Linked DNA regions of Zea mays: region 2 is linked to region 1. A link is a contact called in public Hi-C data. All regions are on one chromosome and are shown on one strand. The core of a region is the stretch at or near the end of the contact, and the rest is flanking DNA. Distances in the headings are between cores, read along the strand shown.

What was found. A called contact is a pair of places that touch in the nucleus more often than the background predicts.
Region 2: a contact with region 1 is called in a Hi-C map of bundle sheath, with 3 times the contacts expected there. The contact joins the promoter of LOC100274617 here to the promoter of LOC100381726 in region 1. A contact is called at or near these places in 2 of 25 Hi-C or Micro-C datasets (bundle sheath and endosperm).

Annotation. Positions count from the first base shown.
Region 1 is chr4:185,834,867-185,841,824 of Zm-B73-REFERENCE-NAM-5.0, reverse strand. LOC100381726 reads right to left here and starts at 4,468. Exons shown (of 1, transcript NM_001174533.1): 1 at 3,039-4,468. The coding sequence starts at 4,172. The coding sequence ends at 3,855.
Region 2 is chr4:186,177,954-186,183,947 of Zm-B73-REFERENCE-NAM-5.0, reverse strand. It overlaps LOC100274617, which reads left to right and starts at 1,363. Exons shown (of 2, transcript NM_001148961.2): 1 at 1,363-1,841; 2 at 2,488-2,861. The coding sequence starts at 1,540. The coding sequence ends at 2,659.

The sequences.
Region 1 (6,958 bases), core at 3,219-5,718:
GTAAAGGCCTCGTAGTGTTACCCTGCCTCGCCTCCTCGGTAGAGGTGTATGGGAAGTCGCGATCCCTTGGCAGATGGGTAACATGACTTGTGGGTAAAGATGCGCAACCTCTGCAGAGTGTAAAACTGGTATACTAGCCGTGCTCACGGCCATGAGCAGCTCGGACCCTCACATGATTAAATTATGGAACTTAAACTCAATTTGTCATATGCATTGCATCGCAGGTGATGTTGTTACTTCTGTTCTGCTACTTAATTGGGTTTGGTATTTACTTATACTTAGTAATTGCTAATAAAATTTTGACCAACTTTAAAAGCAATGCTCCGCTCTAACCATTCTCTTTGGTAAGCCTTACACTTCACATGAGCTCCCACCCTTGGCGAGTTCATGCACATTATTCCCCACAACTTGTTGAGCGATGAACGTATATGAGCTCACTCTTGCTGTCTCACACACCCCACAGGTCAAGAACAGGTACCGCAAGATGAGGCGCATGGAGGTTGCTGCGATGTGTTCGTGAGAGGTCTAGGCTGTCGTCTCCCAGTCAACTTTGGGTTGCTGGACCGTTGTCTCCTTATATGTAATTATTTATTTTGTATAGAACTCCTATTATATAGTAAAGTTGTGACATTCGATCCTGTGCCATGAATCATCATATGTGTGAGACTTGGTCCCAGCACACCTGGTGATTATGTTCGCGCCCGGGTTTTGAACCCCTAAAATCCGGGTGTGACAACTACGGAGTTATTGGTTGGTAGTTTGGCACACGAAAATAGGAACAGTAGATCTATATATCAGGTCGGTACGCGCGATGTGGCCAGCAGAGCCGCCGCCGGCGTACTGTTTTTTTCAAGACGAACAGTAGATCTATATATTTCATACCATGTTTCTTGATTCTGCGAATGGAAACGAAGCCTGTCGCGTAGGACAGTTCGGCAAGGCCAAAGACCTGCCGGCGTGACGAAGAGTTGACGCAGATCTGATCTCGCAGCAACGTCGAGGTAGAGCGTGCTGATAACGTGTTGAGAAATACGTTACCACGGATCACCAGATCCGCTCCCTTCCCTCCCGTCAGCAGTAGAGGCGCAAGAAGATGTAGAGAACTCGTCTCCCTTCCCATAAGCACGACAGAGGAAACACACGAGACACTGGATATAGAGTTGGACCTCTGGCCTCTTTCTGATCTCTCTTCCATATAAGGGGTACAAGTTCTATATATAGAGACGCGATAGCCCTCAGGGCTATATTCGGTATTTGCCCACATAACCCTTAATTAGGGTTTCTCAACAGTTTCTTCCGCTCCCACTTGCGGGCCGCAGCCATCGTCTTCGTGCAGCTGCTGACAAAGCGGTCGAGCGCGTGAGGTGGTCGTGCGTGCGCCTCTGCCCGGTTCCGGCTCCGCTTGCAAAACACGCGAAGTTTTAGGAGGCCCCGGTCTAACAAGCTGCCGTTGTCCATGATGGCGACGGGGACGTGTGTGCTGTCGTGGCCACTGTCGACTTTGCAGCTGTTTTTTTTTTTTTTTACCCTCACGCGTTGAAGTCGAAGGCAGGACAAGAGAAGCGCGGAGAAATTCGCGTCGGAGGGCTGGGAGCGCCGCAGACTGGCCCGCGTCCTGATCTCGGAAGCCGCAGCCCAGCCCACACACATTGGTCATCGACTCGTGGTCCAGTCGTGTTACTCCTGGGCCTGAACCAGAACTCGTGGGCCGACAGGCACGCAAAGCACCTGACGCGCTGGGTCGTTGGGCCTTGAGCAGGACACGAGGACCACGAGGGCCTTGACCTGACGTGGTGCTGCTTTTGGAGTGCAGAGGAGAGCGGAAGGCCTTCCCTGCTCCGGCTGCCGCCAGGACAGGAGGGCTGGATGGAGGTCGACCGAGAGGGGAGAAGCAAAAAAAGAGTTCCCAGGCAGGTAAACAACTCGCGCCACAGCTAAACACTAGGCAGAAGAATCCCAGAGCATCGCGGTGCAGCAGCATTCATGGTGAGCTAGCTACAAGACAGCAATAGATCACGGCTACGATATAGCCCCCCTGGAACTGGAATCAAAACATGCCCAAACTACCAATAATATCATGGATGCTGTACCTACATTTGGAACCAACAACCAAGCCTGCAGGCAGCAGGATGATACACGGACCGCCGGCAACCAACATGCACGCGCGCGCATAGTGGCTCGCACTGTGCTCAGCTAGCTGCAGGCCAGGCCAGCGCTGCGCTGCTAGACTGGACAGGCCGGGGACGGGGTCAGGCTTCTCCAAGAAACGACAGACATGACAAAGTTCGGGGGGCACCAGTACTAGTACTAGTACAGTAGTACTACTGCACTAGCAGACTAGCAGTGCCCAGCCCCCTGCTTGATGCATGTGACCGGCTGACACACGGGGCGGGCGCTTTGCGCTGGCTCTCGCCTGTCTTGCATTGCCTTGCCTTGCCTTGCCGCCGATGGGTTTTCAGATTCCACCAGAATCTAGGTCAAAGCCTAGATTCCCCGACCCCGACCGTGTGGCGATGGGGGAAGCAAGCGTTCAGATTCCACCGCTTGAGGCCCCCCCAGCTTCACCACAAAAGGCAGAGAGAGAGACAGAGGAGAGGGAGTAGACTCCAAGAGCAAGCTAGGAGTATGCATGCGTATACGGACTAGTGGTACTAGCAGTGTGCATATTCTTCTCTCTCACACACACACTTCAGCTCGAAGACACAGCCGCCCGGTCCGTTCTAGCGTCCAGAAGAACCATCGACGACGACCCATCCATGTGGGTGAGGGTGCGAACAGGCACAACTAGGGATGGCAACGGGTTTGAAACCCGCGGGTAGATGGTTTTCAAACCCGCCTCCGCGGGTTTAATATTAAACCCGCACCCGTACCCGTTACCCGCGACGGGTACAATATGCTACCCATACCCGCGACCCGCGGGTGCCACAAACCCGCGGGCACATAATTATACACATATATTTATACATATATCATCTATATATACATATATTTATACACACATATAACTATACATATACAAATATGTATATATATAATATACACACATATAAAATTACATATATACACACATATATATATATACATACATACATATATATATATATATATATATATCCATTGCGGGTACGCGGGTTTGCGGGCACGGGTATAACATTTTCATACCCGCGAGAAAAAAACTCGTCGGATTGAGAATCAAACCCGCACCCGTACCCGCGGGTACAAACTCACACCCAAACCCGCACCCTATAGGGTTTTTACCCGCGGGCACGCGGGTAAAATGTGCCCGTTGCCATCCCACAGCGGAGATCACAGATCATTGGTGGCAAAACGCTGGTGGCCAATGGCAGGCCCGTCTTTTGTATAAAATGACTCGACGGAAAGATGCACGGGAACCTCTTGCTCTTGGGCCACACCACGTGAAGACCGAAAAAGGCGCTGTCCGTCCATCACGGTGTGCGATGCCTGGCCTGCCGGGATTCTACAAAATATAGTATAATAATAATAAGTAGCACCAGACGTAGAACAAAGTTATTCTCCTTTTTTTACATTTATAATAAATAAATATATATATATATATATATATAGCAGCAGCGGCAGGATCTACAAAAAGAAGTCCAGCTGATAATTATTGGCTACTCCGGCTGTGTACTCGCTAGCTCGACGGGTAAACCGTGTGCTGCGCGCTCTTCACTGCACCATGCATCTGATCAACTATAGCTACACTCCACGCAACGCAAGCTAGCCGACTCGACAGCATACGGGTCGGACGCATATATGCCCATGCAATGCATGCACGGCCTGGTTGGCTGGGGAAGCCTTGGCCATTTTCTACTTCGGGTTCTCGGGCAAGGTAGCTAGGCTACTAGGCAGTAGCGCCGCGCCACGCCGTGGGGCCCGGCGATGGGCGTACTTGCGGCCGGTGGGGATTGGCCGCGCGCCAACCGAGGTGGGAGCCCGGAGCTAGCCGCCCCCCGCCCGTCAGGCGTGCACGCCGACAGCGGCGCGGGCGCACCGGCTGAGCAGTGAGCACTGAGCAGGCATTCAGCAGGCGAGAGTACTCTGACGCGTCTTGTCCCGGTCCGAGTCCGGTCCCGTCCCGTCCCATCAGCGCGCGTCCGGCGTCCCTTCACAAGACTCGACGGCGAAACGCGACGTGCGCGCAAGCAGCACATGCCACGCGACGCACCAAAGGCCGGCCGGCCGGCAGGCAGGGTGGTACTGGTACAGCGTCGATCCACCACGCGACCCGGCCCGGCCCCCGGGCACCAGGCGTTGCGGTGGCGGGGGCAGCGGCGAGGCGTAAAGGAGCGCGGCTGACTCGACCGGAGAGGAAAGGGCGTACTCTACAGCAGTGGCGAGGGGCCGGGCCGACGGAACCCACGGCAAGCCGAGCGGAGCGGAGGTGCCTCTCGCTTTTGCCTGGCGTCGATTACTGGGATCCCGTGTCGTTTTTCTCGAACCAGAACGCATGGCTCGTCTTTTTATCGCGCGGTACCCGCGGCCTGATCGCGGTTTGTACTCATCCAAGTGTGCTTTAACCGTCGCATTCTCGAAGAGGACATCAATATCGTTTGGTGTCTCCAACTGCTATTAAGGCTAATCACAGTGAGAATTTCATTTCTCTATTTTCAAAAATGTCATGTCAGTTTTATGGATGAATGAAACATCCTCTCTCAATAGAGAGTTTCATCTCACTGTTTCATATGTCAACATACTTCTTAAATGCTGCATATAAATAATCAATAGGATTTACTCAATTATATGAAGATGAAACAAAACACTCTCAGTGGAGGTTTCACACAGTTTTCAAGACCTTGGAAACGAGTTAACATGGTTTCATCCCCATGAAACTCCATGAAACTCTTCCTTATTAAATGTTATGACATGTCATCAAATAGCTGATGTGGCAGGCTAATTAATACGTGAAACACCTCATAAAATCTCTATTGTGATTAACCTAATGTACTCGGCTCGGTGCCGGTTGATCTAACATATATTAGAATCAGTTGTAGGCTCAGCCAATATTACTGTACATGCTTTATAAAGTCTCTACCTCCTTCAGTTGGTACTACAAGAGCAGGGAGATCCACTTGTTACTTGTTTTTGTTTATATTTTTTTAAATTGTGTGGTTGATTATATTTATACCCAAATAAATCTCTAGAGGTCTTTTTTTTTCAGGTTCCCGCCAATAGACCTTTAGCACCGATTCTTTGTATGAACCAATACTAAATGCCCCTTATAAATTCGGTCTTCCATGTTTTCTTCTCATTCTCAATTTTCTTCTGGTGCCCTACACAGTGGACCCATCGAGCCCTCTCACCGCACCGCCACGGAATGTTTTAAGCACCCTCTAATAAGCTTAATAAATTTTATGTAACTGGCCTTATAAACAGATGGGAAACGTCACGTAGTAAACAAGGCGAAACAACTGCTACATTGGCTGGTAAATAGGCAGAGGACTATGGAGGAAATAAACTACTCATAAAACTTGAGAGTGTTTTGTCTAGAGATGGTAATAAGGACCCGATCTCCGATTCCCTGCGGGGAATTCCTCTATTAGGGGATGGGGATGACAAAGTTTCTTCCCCTATGGGGATTTAAACGGGAAAAAATTCTCTCTCGATAGGTAAACAGGGATGGGGACGAGGAAGCATTCTCTGTCTCCGTTCCCGCGGGGACCCGTTAAACTTACATATGACAATGTTTTCATGTAATAGTTAATGGTAAAAATAAATAATGATCTTGTCAAGAGATCATCCGTTGTTCAAATGTGTTTATTTTAATGTACATATAATGATTTTTACATCTAACAATATGTATAAGTGACGATGTTTTATATTAATAATAAATAGAGTAGATTTAATTATAATTTAAGCGGGGACGAGGATCCCGATGGGGATGGAGAAAAATATCCCCGCAAACATTCGTGGGATCCCTACAGAATAATCTTTTCGTTGCGGAGACAAGGAGCTACAATCCGACAGAGAATTCACCATTGTCATCCCTAATTTGGTCATATATGGAGCCGAGGACTCATGTCCTTCACAAATACTGAATGCGTATGTGCGTGCTATATATTTTTATTTGCGAGACACATTTATCCCCTCTCTATATATCGGCAGTCGTTCAGCGGTCTGTGTCAACACGATCTTCCAATACAAACTAATAAAATCAAGCTACAAGTAAAGTTTTCAAATATCAAACTAGCTGATGCCTGGAGTTCGATGAACAAACATATCGGTTTCAATTTGGTACCTAAAGTCCAATTAAGATCCTGCTCACTAGATCTAGGAATACAAAATGCATTTGTCTTGGCTGTTAAGGAAACGGAGCCAGCAGAACCATGGTCCGTTTTTATTTTTTGGCAAGAAAAGGCGCTTTTAATCTGTTGCTGGTGCAAACTAAAGAAGGGAAAAGGCGAAACAAAAAAAAAGGGAAGGCTGGAGGAGGTGGGTGCAGCAGCAGAAAACGATGGGTACTTGGGCGGGCGACGTGGAAAGCGGCCGCGTTCTTTTACACGGCGATGGTTTTGCCATCCCTTCGCTTTTTTTCCCACCTCCTTTTTTCCCACCGCGCGTTTGCGAGCTCGAGCCGATTGCGACGGGGGTCTGGAGATCTCAGGTTCTCGGTGCCGAGTCCGTGAGCAGATAAAATTTCTTTGGGTCTTTCCATCTCAGATACGCATGGCACGCAACGCAGCAGTGTCTGCGAGTTGAGCAAGGGTTCAGTTTAATGATACCTCTAAGCATCCTTTTGGACGGGCCTGACCTACCTATCCTATCCCCATCTTTCCGACCCATGAACAGGATTACCAATGTCAGTATGCTGTGTGTTGCTGCAAGTACGCACATTATTTATTATTTTAGTTACATGATTAGTACATCTTTTGGTGAGGAGTACCAGACAGATTAGTAATTAACAGCGTAAAAGCTAGAACAGATATTGCCCAATGAAAGC
Region 2 (5,994 bases), core at 114-2,613, 350 kb before region 1:
GGGTCCGGGTGGGCCCTGGCACACCCTAAGCCAGGCCCACCAGGGACCCCACCCGGCCACCTGGTTCGCCTGTTCAGCTGACGCCCGACGTTCCCTCCCGAGCGTTCGGCTAATGGGCTTCCTGTTCCCAGTTCCTGGCGAGTGCACTGTGCGCGGTTGTTCCTCAGTTCCTGGCGGCTGGCGTATGGCCACCAGCATCCTGCTCAGTCGGCTCCAAAGCCTTCACCCCTCCGGTCCTGCAAAGGTTGCAAGTCTGCAACGCATCTTGCTCGGTCTTCAAGACTTCAAGCAACTACATCTTGCAACGGCATCCTGCAAGGCTTGCATGCAACGCCTACTGCCTGCGCTCACTAACGCTCGCGCGGAGGTGCCCTTCCCCGCGTACAGGTGTGCGCAAGTACATCGCGCCTCTCGGCTGATTCACTAGTGACTAAAATATGAAGAAGCAGGAAGATATTGCCTTTTTTTCAATCATGCTGCTAAGAAACATAAGTTTATTGTGTCGACACTAAAAAACAAGAGGAAGAGAGAATAAATGAAGAAATTATTGTGAATCCAATGGTATCTGCACCACCACCGCCAACACTTTATGATGCCAGCCGTCTTCCACATGATCCAAGTGAAGGCAACATATTGCAAACTACCATGCTAATGATCATGATGCAATTCGAAGAGCATATATTATTATTATTAGAGATCCATTTCAACCATTTGCACATAAATTCCCAAATAGGAAAATTGAAGATAGAGATCGTCATTTTAATTTTGTTGTGGCACACCCTATATAAAAATCCTATCTGAGGTGCTGTTTGGTTCAAAAAATGTAACGCAAATGGTAATGGTAATGGTTTCGGCTCGATTACTGGCGGTAACAAATTTGAATAGGCTGGTATCAAATTTTAGTGTGGTATCTGATTACGGTTGGACTAAAACAAACATGATTTAACGTTATCCGTTACCCATTACGTTACAAATATGTGAACCAAACGGCACCTGAATTCTTTCCTACTTCGATTGGATGGTCCCAAACTGTATCATAGCAATCGATAGTCCCCTGTTGTCCTATCCCGTGTCCAATATGTTTATTTATGATAAAAAAAGCAGGCCTTGCAACATACGCAGCGCAGTGATACAAAAGTATTTGCGCAGCTGCTGCCACTGTCAGATGCACATTGCCCACAACTGGCGCCCGACACAGCACAGCACAGGTGTAAACAGCAGAATTTACAGCCGGAAGCCGTAAACCGCGGGTTAAAAGTCACAGACGGCGGACCATTTCGCGCGCCAGATGGAAGCATCCAAGAGATTCTTTCTGGGGCAACAAATCGGTCGGTCCAGACCAGATCCCAGATCCCATGCGTTGCTCTGCTCCGCAGCTCCGCTCCGCCTCCTTTTTATGCGCCGCTCCTCCGCAAAACCCCTCCTCCCCCGCACGGCCGCACCCACCAGTCTCCCTCGCCCCTCCGCCACCACCTCTCCAAATCTCGCCCATCTCGAACCACAGCGCGCGGAGGGCCGCGTACAGGAGAAGAGGGGGGTATGGAGCCCGCCGAGCGAATCGAGTCCGGTACGGCGCTGGGGAAGCGGCCGAGGAGCAGGGCGCTGCCGCGGACGCCCAGCATGGTGACGGTGCCGTCGGCGGCGAAGCAGGGGCGCCAGGAGCGGCGCGCCGCCTCGCTGCCGGCTGCCGGCACTGGGACGGGAGCCGCTGGCGCCATGCCGGTGGGTTACTGTTACTACTACGGCGGCTCATTCGCCGCGGTGGAGACGGCGGCCTTCTTGAAGGCGTGCGGCCGATGCAGCCGCCGCCTCGGGCCCGGCCACGACACCTTCATCTACAGGTTGCTCCAATCCGTCCGTCCGTCTTTTCACGCTGCTTTTACGTGGGACTGCAACTTTTCCACTCTAGAGTTGGGGGGGATTATTGCGATCTCTTCCGGTCTATCGGATTACTGTGCTCCGTGTCCAAGTCCTTCGATTCCTTTTGCGAATTAATTAATTAATTGCCATCCGATCCATTCCATCACCACTCGACACGTTCGTTCTAGCTAGTTCGTGACTTCGTACCGGGGGATTGTGTGAATCTAATTCCCCCCCTGTTTTATTTATTTTACTGGGAGGAATATTTGATACGAATCTTCCTTCCGCCGCCCTGTCAATTCTTCTGTCGCGAATAACTACTAGTTCGATGCATCATGTAGGTGCGCATATTTTACACTAGCGAGTACATCACTCTACTCCAAGTAGACATACTATACTAGGTGACCAATCATATGAGTTGTTGGTTGATTGTGATATGTAAGCATCGCCACCTGGAACCATCCAATCCAACCCATCAGTTCTTTAATCAGCTGTCACAATCCCAAATCTACCGCAGGGTTTTTTTTAAAAAAATCCCCCCTTGGATCATGGAGTAGAAGGTTAAGATTTGTTAAAAAGATGGTGCAAATGACATGATAGTTGGATCCTGTTGTCCGCGTCGTGCAGGGGCGAGGTGGCGTTCTGCAGCCAGGAGTGCCGGGAGAAGCGGATCGAGTACGACGAGCGCATGGAGAAGACCTGCTGCTCACTGACCTCCATCAAGGAGGCCCCGTCCGTGTCCGGCGCCAGCGGCTCCGACCAGTCCGGCAGCGGCGGGGAGACCGTGGCCGCCGCCTAGCCGGGGTGGCCTTGGAGGTGCAGTGCAGCGACGCCGGATGGATCGATCGGCCCGGTAGTTTCTGCCATGCCAGAGCGTCTGTGCATAGTACAGCTCTGGCTCTGGGTTCCGGCAGTGATGAATGCGTCAGTGATTTTATTATCAGGTGATTGATGCATGTAACTCTGGAAACATGGCGTTCTATTCTATGTCGAAACAAAAGAAAAAGAAAAAAAAGGAAAAAGAGAGACCCGGGTTCTGTTTGCGTCGCATCTGCCTGGTTTCGCTCGCATTGTGCTGTCACGCGGACAGGGCTGTGGTTGTGCTGCAGAATTTGACGATCTGCTCCCTTCCCTTCCTTTCCTTTCCCAGATGAGGGGAGCACATTCTACAGAACAGAGAAGAAAAGCGGTGTGGTGTGTTCTGGTGTGGCGCGCAACACAATAGGACAAGTGCGTGGTGTTAATGTTATCGTGCGCGGCGCATGCGCTGCACATTCTAGACTGACGGTGTGGTCTGGTGTGGTCTAGAACCAGGTGAGACGCCCGTGATCTTATCAGTCTCGATGCAATCAATCGGTCGGTCGCCCCACCAGCAGGAGCAGGACAACCAGTCAACCACAGCTGCGCTGCACGGCCGCCGCAACAGGCCATCAGCGGCAGGTCTGCTGACACACACTAGCACACGACGGTGGCCGCCGGACATGACCGAGTAGAACGGCGAACCCAACCTCGATGGCGTTTGGTTCACCTGTAACGTAATCAGATTTCATAGGGTAACAGGATGTTTAGTTAGGTTTGCCCCATATATTAGGTACTCTCCGGTGTACCAGGATGAGAAACAAATATTCTCCTCCTCAAGTGTTCGTAGGGATCTTCCCACTGCCATCACTAGTTTGGAACGCCGCTCTTGTACGCCGGCGGCATGACACACCAGCAACTCATTTGATGTAGCATCTAACTGAGTATGTTGAGTTGTCGACTGTCAGTATCATTATCGTAGCAAGACATTGATCAAGGCATCAAGCGTCTCGAATTCTCCGTTAGATATATTAGTACTAGTTGCATAAGCTGTGCTATGTTTCTTTTTTAAGAAAGTGGAGGACGACGTCCACCTTTCATTGATCAATTGAAATCATTCGACCGGAATGCGAAACAAATTAAGAACAGACAGTTGATAGTTACATGCTCACACCATCTTAGGACAGAGCCCCTCGCGCATTCGGGGGAAACGATGGCGCCGTATGTTTATATCACTAAGTACCATTGCAAGAATTATATGAACATCAGACTCCTCTCCTCTAAAGACATGATTATTCTTATTCTCCTAAATCCTCCATAAAATAGCTCCCAGAACTTCTGCCTGGATGTTTTTGGAACAACAGGCGCATATGGAAGAGTGAACTGAATTCCCATCCAAGTTGTGATATGTTAAGTTGCCTACCGTCTCATGGGGTCAATAAAATCATCCACATGAGCTGTGTCTAAGCCGACACCCTCGTCATGTGGATCGGCCCGGCCTCGTGTTGTCGGTCCGAATCTAGCGCCTCGGTGTGCATGCAAACAAACGTTTGGATTACCTGTTGCACGAGCAAGTCTTGAAGCTCTACTAGTTGAGTAGTGGTCTACCGTCTACTGCTTCCTCTGCTTGCCAGGCGTCGCGTCTGCCGTGCTCACTGGAGTGGACGCGTGCCGAGGCGCGGCCCGCCGGGGCACCGCGCAGCACGTTGGCATGGCCGCACGGGCATATGGCGTGGCGTCCCACTTGGCTGCGACGTCCGCTCCTCAGTTCCTGAATGCATCTGTTACAAATTATTGTATTTGTGATCAATCCAAAGGGTACGACATATAATTCCCAAGCGACACACCCCTTGGAAACTCAACCCTTCATATTTATATAAACATAACCCCTGCAATAAAGGACAGTCCGGTCATTTGTCGTTTCTCTTTGTCTCTCTCCACTGGGTTAGCCACTGAGTTATAACACGTTATCAGCACTGTCTCAAGAAATCAGAGAATTTTTTTTTTCCTGTTAGAGGGAACAAGTGCTCGCTGTTGGTGAAAGAAGTAGAAGGTACGATGCCTATGGTTCTATTTCGAATTAACTACCACTCACATCACCATCAAAGCCGGACGTCATCAGGGCTATCGCGGCCACGGTGAGCACCGGTCGTCTCGGGCACGGATCTGGCCACGCCGGCTGTGGGCGCGGCACGACCGGCTCACAGCGCAGGCGCGGCGGCGCGACTCAGCCCCGGCGCGGGCGCGTTTCGGGCGCGCACGAACGTCGGACAACGCCCGGACACCAGACGCGGCGCAGACACCGCCCGCGGCGTCGGTCTTCGGCTCGTGCATGGGCGCAGCGAGGCGGCCCAAGGCGGCGGGATGGCCCTCTGCACGGGCGCGGTCTCCTGTGCAGGCACGGGCTCGGCCGGATCTGCCCACGACGGGCGCGTAGCGCGGGAGCCCGGCGCTGGCGCGGCTCGGCCATGCCGGCCGCGGGCGCACCCCCCAGCGCAAGTCCCTGCGCAGACGGCGCGGCCCCGGCGCGGGCACGCTGCGGTCGTCCCTCGACTCGGACGCGACCAGTTGCCAGCGTGGGCACGGACGCTCGGCCGTCAACGGGCGGACGCCTGAACGGGCGCTCTGCTCCTCTGCGCAAGCGGGCACGTCCCTGCCACGCCGACCGCCGGCGCGGATCCGGCAACGGCGGGCGCGGCCGGCCTCGGCCTCGGTCCCGGCAGGGGCGGGCCACTTAGCGCTGGTCCTCGACGTTTGGGCCTCGGCGCGGGCGCGGCAGCGCGACCCGGTCACAGGCGCGGCTGCGCGTCCTGGCTCCCTGCCGGCGCGGCACAAGGAGCAGGCAGGGCGCCGCCGCAGCCACGCGGACGAGCGCGAGCAGGCAGGGCGCCGCCGCAGCCTCGCGGGCGCGCCGGCCCCGGCCACGCTGGTGAGTGCCTCAGCCCCAACGCAGGCCGGTCACGCGGCATGCACAGACGTGCACGGCGGGCGAGCAATTTTCTGGTGGCGGCGGCGCTAGACAGAAAGGAAGCCGTATGGTTTGGCGCTGGGGCATCTCGCCTACATGGGCTGACTCAACCAAATTGGGCCACGATCGTCCTTCTCATTTTGTTTATTTTATTTTCTACATATTTACGTATTCAACTCTCTGTTTGTTTAGTTACTATTTCCATCAGCATTTAAAATCTAAATTTGAATATTTAGATTGCTGAAGATATATACTTATCTGTTTTATTGTTAGTGAATTATTTTCATTTACATTTATAGTTCACATATTTTCGACTTGCTTTTGTTTTCGCATTCTTTTATGTTTGCATAGAAAACATAGCACATTAA